2 separate regions of the Podarcis muralis genome follow, and region 1 is linked to region 2. The links are chromatin contacts, called in public Hi-C maps. All regions are on one chromosome and are shown on one strand. The core of a region is the stretch at or near the end of the contact, and the rest is flanking DNA. Distances in the headings are between cores, read along the strand shown.

The links. A called contact is a pair of places that touch in the nucleus more often than the background predicts.
Region 1: a contact with region 2 is called in a Hi-C map of tail, with 3 times the contacts expected there. The contact joins the promoter of LOC114592385 here to the promoter of PBX2 in region 2. A contact is called at or near these places in 2 of 3 Hi-C or Micro-C datasets (blood and tail).

What each region holds. Positions count from the first base shown.
Region 1 is chr2:113,572,251-113,575,617 of rPodMur119.hap1.1, reverse strand. It overlaps LOC114592385 (vesicle-trafficking protein SEC22b-B-like), which reads right to left and starts at 1,403. Exons shown (of 5, transcript XM_028720521.2): 1 at 1,207-1,403. The coding sequence starts at 1,281.
Region 2 is chr2:113,418,119-113,421,702 of rPodMur119.hap1.1, reverse strand. PBX2 (PBX homeobox 2) reads right to left here and starts at 1,843. Exons shown (of 9, transcript XM_028720399.2): 1 at 1,332-1,843. The coding sequence starts at 1,540.

The DNA of each region.
Region 1 (3,367 bases), core at 154-2,653, 150 kb before region 2:
TAGCTGCCCATTTTTGTTAGCTCCTGAAGGACCCTTGTGATCTTCTCCCAAGTTCTGGTATTCAAAGATAAACTGCCTCTGAGCAAGGAAGCTCTCTTTAGCAGTTATGGTTCACCTGCCTAAAGCTGGTTCTATATATGAGTGTGTGTAATGAAGTGCCGGGGAAAGACAAAATTAGCCTACAATACAAAGTACACTTGAAGCGGTCTCCTATACGTTGGAGCAGCCCTTTTTGCATCAAGGGCCGCGTTCGCCCTCAGCCAAACCTGTGAGGGCCACATGGCAGCTGAGGGTGGGGCCAAAAGTGGGCACACTCATCTGCCCCACACATCAACTGGGAGGCAGAAGAGGGATTTATTCTTCCTTTTTCCAATGGCGGGAAGGGTAGATTTGTAACGCAGGAAGTCAGACCACTGGCCCACCTAGCTCAGTACTGTCAACACTGGCCGGAAGCAGCACTCCGGGGTTCCAGAGTGAGGCCTCCCCTAACTGTACCTGGAAATATAAGGACTGGACCTGGGAATTTCTGCAAGCAAAGCAGGTGCTCCACCACTGAGCATTCCAAATCAGGGCACCATCTTACTTTTTAATTTACTTATTTATTTTGCACTGCCTTCAAAACCCATGGGATCTCGAAGTGGGTCAGTAAAATTACCAAGAGGAGGAGTGGGTCCAGATCAGGTCCCCCAAACTGGCATTTATCCACCCCTGCTATATGTATTATTATTATTATTATTATTATTATTATTATTATTATTATTATTATTTGTACTCAGAAAGGTGTCTCATTGTTTTTCAATTGAGTTTCCTTGCAGATGTGTGTACTAGACTGCAGCCTTCAAACAGACGCCCCGGGACGTTTGGTGCTATTAATTTATTTGTTTAACACCCCCACTCCACGTGCGCCACTGTCATAACCCCTACCTAAATCATCTCTGAAACCAGGTTTGAAAGTTCACTCCCCCCCCCCACCAACAATAATAATAATAATTTATTATTTATACCCCGCCCATCTGGCTGAGTTTCCCACGTAGAACAAAACCAGGTGCAAGTAAGAAGTAGCGAAAAGGGTCCTAAAAAGCGGAAAGGTGACCCTTGAGAGGAAAGGATTTCCTAGTGGTTAGAGCTGGAGAGGGTCGGCTGAGCGGGGGGGGGGGCGGAGATGCCCTGGAAGCCCCGGACTCCTGGGTTCCTCCTTCCTCTTACCTGCTCCGTTTCTTGCATAGAAGCTGCCAGGAGAAGCCCGTCTTGGACCCGGCTAATCATGGTAAGCAAGACCATCCTGGCTGGGGGCGGGGGGGGGGGTCCTGGGGTGTTTTTTAAGGGGGGGTATCCCTCTCCCCCTCCCCTCCGGAGGCTGCAGCCGGACCCGGACTCCCGGCTGACGTGGCCGACGGGAGGGATGCAAATCGCGGGCGAAGCGGGGCGGAGCGACGCCGCCAAGAAGTTAGTTTGGCACCAGGCGAGGCGCGCACGCCCCTCCCGGCCTCCGAAGGGCTCCTCCTCTCTTTCGCCTTGGAGGTAATATCCCTGCTAGTAATATCGTTAGCAGCAGCAACTCTTTAGCTTGTGTTGATTTTAGTCATTGTGGGAGGGGTTTGTTTTTTAAAAAGTTGCAATTATTATTGTATAGCTTGATGGGCTGAGCTGCTTTGGCCATCGTGGCCGCATCTGGCATTTTTGCAACTTCGATTATTGGGCCTTGTGGGTTGCATTATCTTCGTCGTGGTTTTGTATTCTAATAATACAATTTTGCAAATAATAATAATTTGAAAGTTACTGAACAGGAATATGGCAGACTTCAAAAACAGCAGGCACCAGTAAATTACCAAAGTACAAAGTAATGATGCCAAAAAAGTAAGCGGAAGTAACTTTTTAGGTTGTCTGGTTTTAGCTATTGTGGCATGTTGCGCTTTTGCAATTAATTTTGCAAAACTTACAAACCACTCAAAAAACGAGTGGCCACTGAGGGTGCTTGCCAGCTTTACAGCGCAGTTCTACATAGGTCTACTCTGTAGTGTAAAGTTTAAGCTCTGCTGTTACAAATTGCAGGCGCGTTGAGCTGAGGGGGCTTCTGAGCCTGTGCAGAGTTCCTTTGCCTGGAGTATTCCCGGAGCGTCTGTTTTCTTTGGAATGGACACCATTCACTCAATTATTCTTGAAAAGCCAGTTGTTGCTCCCTAGACTGATCTCGTTTCCCAGCTGCCCCCTCCCTCCAGCATCTCATCTCCCTCAACTGCTCATTTGTAGCGTTTCTTCCGCTCCCCCAGCTTCAAATGCAATTGCACAGGAACACAGGAAGTTGGCTTATGCCGATTCAAACCATTGGTCCACCTAGCACAGTATTGTCAGCACAGACTGGCAGCAAAGTTTCAAACAGGGTACCCTTGCCCTTTTTTTGGAGATGTCAGGAACTGAACCTGGGACCTTTTGCAGATGCTCTGCCCCATGGGTAGGCAACCTAAGGCCCGTGGGCCGGATCCGGCCCAATCACCTTCTCAATCTGGCCCGCAGACGGTCCGGGAATCAGCGTGTTTTGACATGAGTAGAATGTGTGTTTTTATTTAAAATGCGTCTCTGGGTTATTTGTGGAGCATAGGAATTCATTCATTTCCCCCCCAAAAATACAGTCTGACCCCCCACAAGGTCTGAGGGACAGTGGACCGGCCCGCTGCTGAAAAAGTTTGCTGACCCCTGCTCTGACCCCTGAGTGACAACGCTTGGTGCTTACAGAGACGGACAGCACTGTCTTGTCCTGCCTTCTGTGGAGTGTCCCTTGACACAGGCTGTGTCGTGGATGTTGAAGGTGGGTGCTTCTAGGCAAGAGCTCCATCTCACAAACGGGTCACTCAGATCCAGTTTTTCCATGCGCATCACTGGTGCATGGCCACCCACCCACTCATTTTTGAATGCATGTGTTCTTCACAGACATTCTATTGTTTCCTGGCCCGTGGCGAAAGTAGGCTTTATTTCACCCGGATCAAAGACCCAGTTTGGCACACACATCCCATGTGCATTTGCGTACCCACACACATAGGCTGGGAGCTTCCACTGGGGCAAAAAAACAAACCCCCAGCTAGCCCCCCTGTAGCTACAGCTCTGCCAGATGGCCATACCAGTAGCAAGGAGTGCGGTGTCCTGCATGAAATGTTTTGGCGCTGTCTTCTTGGCCTTTTGTGGGCATGCACAAAGGTAATTCTGTCCCTGTGCCTGCACACCATTAAAAAAAATGGACAGGAAGTGTGTAACTGCAGTTATTACAAGCTCCTAGTTTTCATGTTCCATAATGGCCTAGAGCAGGGGTCTGCAACCTGCGGCTCCGGAGCCGCATGTGGCTCTTTTACACCTTTGCCGTGGCTCTGGGGCG
Region 2 (3,584 bases), core at 594-3,093:
GCCAATTCCCAGCAGGGGGAAAAAACAACCTCCCAGGAATTTGGATGTCCAGACGTTTTGATACAAACCACTCCACACACAAACGCATATCTGAAACCAAACTTCTGGCAATCGTTCTGTCAAACAGAAACCATCCGACCAATAATATTGCCTCTAATCTAAAGACTGGCCTACAATATAAAGTCTTTTTATATATATATATATAAATAAAAATAAAAAATACAGCAACCACACAAACTTATTATTCAAAGTTAGACAAAAGTTATAACTTCAGCATGAGACCCTTCAAAGAGTTTTATCTGCAAGTAGGTAATTCTTTTGCTCCCTGCAGATCAGCACATATCACCAAATATAATCAAAAATTTAACTGTTAATATATTTAACTACACAACAGAGACCCTCTAAAATATCAACCTCAGGGGTTTGGGATACCCCTGAACCAAATGTGAAAATCTGGTGGCTTGGCTAAGTGAACAGGCAGGGAGTGAAAAGCCAGGCTACTAAAACATCTGGAAGGGAAGCAATGTCTGGTGGTTTAAGGAGAAGGTATGGGCCACAGGAATAATGTGAGCAGCAATCCCTAGAATCTCTCTCTTCAACCAAATTCCAGTTCCCCCTATTATTTACGCTGGGATTCCACACCAACCACCCCTCCCAAACCAGTTTACCAGCACCACCATCCTGTGCATATGAACGCCCCACAACAAGCTACAAACCCCAGAGAGCAAGTTCAGTTACCCTAAAATGGCCCAAGTCCCAAATGGAACAGGCCCCAGCAACCCTCTCTGTAATCCACGCTTGGCTCCCCTGAAATCCGAACCTCTCCTTCCCAACTTCTCCACCCAACAAAAACAAGAGCCAACTTGCTCCAGACTTCCAGGCCTCAGGCTCTCCTCCTTTCTGAAGAGGCTCCACTCAAGTTCCCCGCAACAGACAAGGGAATCCATTCTTAACCCTCAACCTCATCTTTCTTCCCCATCAAGTTCCCCCAAATAACACCCCCTCCACGTTCAGTTCCTGCCCAATCCAGCTTCCCAAGTCCCAAATCCGGATTTGGGGGAATACCCCAATAAAACTGGAGCACCTCCGCCCGAAACCTTGAACTTCCAAGTCTCCACCCAGGCGCACAACATGCGCCCCCGAAATCCGGCACCACCAAACTCCGCTGGAAAGCGCGGGCCACCCCACGGCCCCCAGGTCTCGGTCCCACAGCTTGCATCCCAAACTACTCCTCGCCACACACAAAGGGAGGTACCCTCCCAGGCAACTTTCCAGCACCCCCCTCTCCCCCACCAGCCCGTGCGCCCCGGAATGGCGAGAGGGTAACCAACTTTGCCTGCGCCTCGTCCAAGCTTTGGTCGGTGATGGTCATGATCTGTTGCAGGATGTCGCCGATGTCTTGCTTGCGCGGCTCGCCGTTATCCGAGGGGGGCTCGTGGAGGGAGTGGGGGGTCATGCTAGGGACCCCCGGCACGGCCGGATGGCCCGGCGGGAGCCCCACGGCCCCCCGAGCTTGGATCAGCCTCCCTTGGTCATCCATTCCGCGGGGGCGCAAAAAGCCACCAAGGCGAAAACTGTCCAGCCGAGCGCGAGCGAGCGCGCACACAAAGACGCCGATCCTAACGCTGCCCAAATCCGGAGGCGCCCGGGCGACGTCGTCGAGGCACGGCTGGGTTTTGTATAGCTATATAGATCTACAGATAGCTATAGGCAAGATCTAGAGATCTCTATTATTCCATCTTGGCTGCGCGCTCCCACGGCCCCCTTCCCTTGGAGACTTTGGGGCTGGGAAAATGGAGTCCCACACAAGGGCTGGAGGAGGAGGAGGAGGAGGAGCTGGAAAGAGGGAGGGAAGAGGAGGAAAAAGGAGGAGGAGATGGAGGAGGAGAGAGCAGCTTCTCTGGGTTTTCCTCCCTCCTCCTTCTCCTTTCTTCTTGACGCCTCCCCTCCTTTTCCAAGCTAGCGCTGCTGTGTGTATATAGAATACATTTACTGTATATGGAACAGCGCTCTCTCTCTATGTCTCTTTGCTGCCCCCAGCTGGAAGAAAAGAACCTGGAGGGGGGCAGCGAGAAGGCGCAAGGAGCCAGCCGGCTTCCTTCCTCTGAAGATTAGAATACTGTATAATCATAGAGTTGGAAGGGAAGGGGTCCTCCAGGTCATCTAGTCCAACCCTCTACAATATGGGATTACGCAGCTGGATCGAACCTGATGCAGCCTTGGAGTTATGCGCTGGAGAGAGAGAAAGAAAGAAGGAATGGATGGGCGGGATGCTTATGCACAGTATGCTTAAAGCACATGACCCCCCCCCCCCAAGACTCCTGGGAACTGTAGTTCAGCCCCTTGCAGAGCTGCAACTCCCAGCACTCTTAACAAACTACAATTCCCAGGGTTCTTTTTTTTTTTTTTGGAAAGGGGGGAACCATGCGCTGTAAATGTGCGTGTGTTCGCAGAGCAGGAGATTCTTCATCTCAGGCTTGTGGGTTCAAGCCCCACATTGGGCAAAACAAACTGGGGTGGAGGACCTGGAGGGACACAAAAGAGGGGAGCGGCCATTTTTACAAAGGAAAAAAAAATCAAATTTATGGGCCCACCAGAAATGTTTGGACAGGCAGATATGGGCCATGGGCTAAGGGGGGCTGTGGGGCAGAGCCCTACACCCCTAAAGGCCTCCCAGACTTTTGGACGTAGTTCTCTTGGTCTCACTTGTTTGTGTTGTATTGAGAATGAGGTAAGTTCAGCAGAATTCTTCAGTTGTAAAGAAGACTTAATAGGTGCTGAGTGAACTTGAGTACATGAGCCTGAGGGGGCAAAATCCTAGTGGCCTTTGACCCTATAGCGTTGCCTCATGGATATCCATTCAAGTTGTGTGGGGACAAAAAAACCGCTCTAACAGAGGAATAGAGAACCATTTTAAGGGAAGGAATTTGCATTCTCTTCAGGTCCAGTTTCTGTGGGTCACATGCCAGTGTTGAGTGAGGCCAGAGGCAAACGTGGGTGGAACGACGAATGTGAATTTTACCTTTAGGCTACTACTTCCTAGGCCTAAAAAAAAGGCTCTCTATCCTCTCACCCTGGGCTACAACCTCTCAGCCAGCCTAAGTGCTGCAGAGGCTTTCCATTTATGAGAGGCTTTGGCTCGAAGAACAGTATATAAATGTGTTCTAAACAACTAAATAAACACAAGGGATTCACATCCCATCCCAGGCCTGCTGTCACTTTCCATGTAACCAAAAACGCTTTCCGTGTGGGAGAAACGTAGTTTGTGATGGAGGTAGGAGCCTCGTACGTAGGAGCACAGTGTATCCTACCCAGGTTTCTACTGAAGTTTAACATGAGAAATGGGAATCGGCTACAAAATTTAAAATTTTGGCTTTTGTTATGAAACAAGAAGGAACAAGTTTCTAGGGCTCATGATTCCTTCTTAAAAACGTGGTGCCAATACCTTGCTAACCCTCTGGAGCCAGAGCTCAGTCGAATGTATAGCAATCAGCAGGTGGAGCTAGCGGAAGCCAAATAAAATTATGCAAACTAAGGAAAAGTCTGCACTGATGCATCAATTATACAGATTACAGGCATTCGCT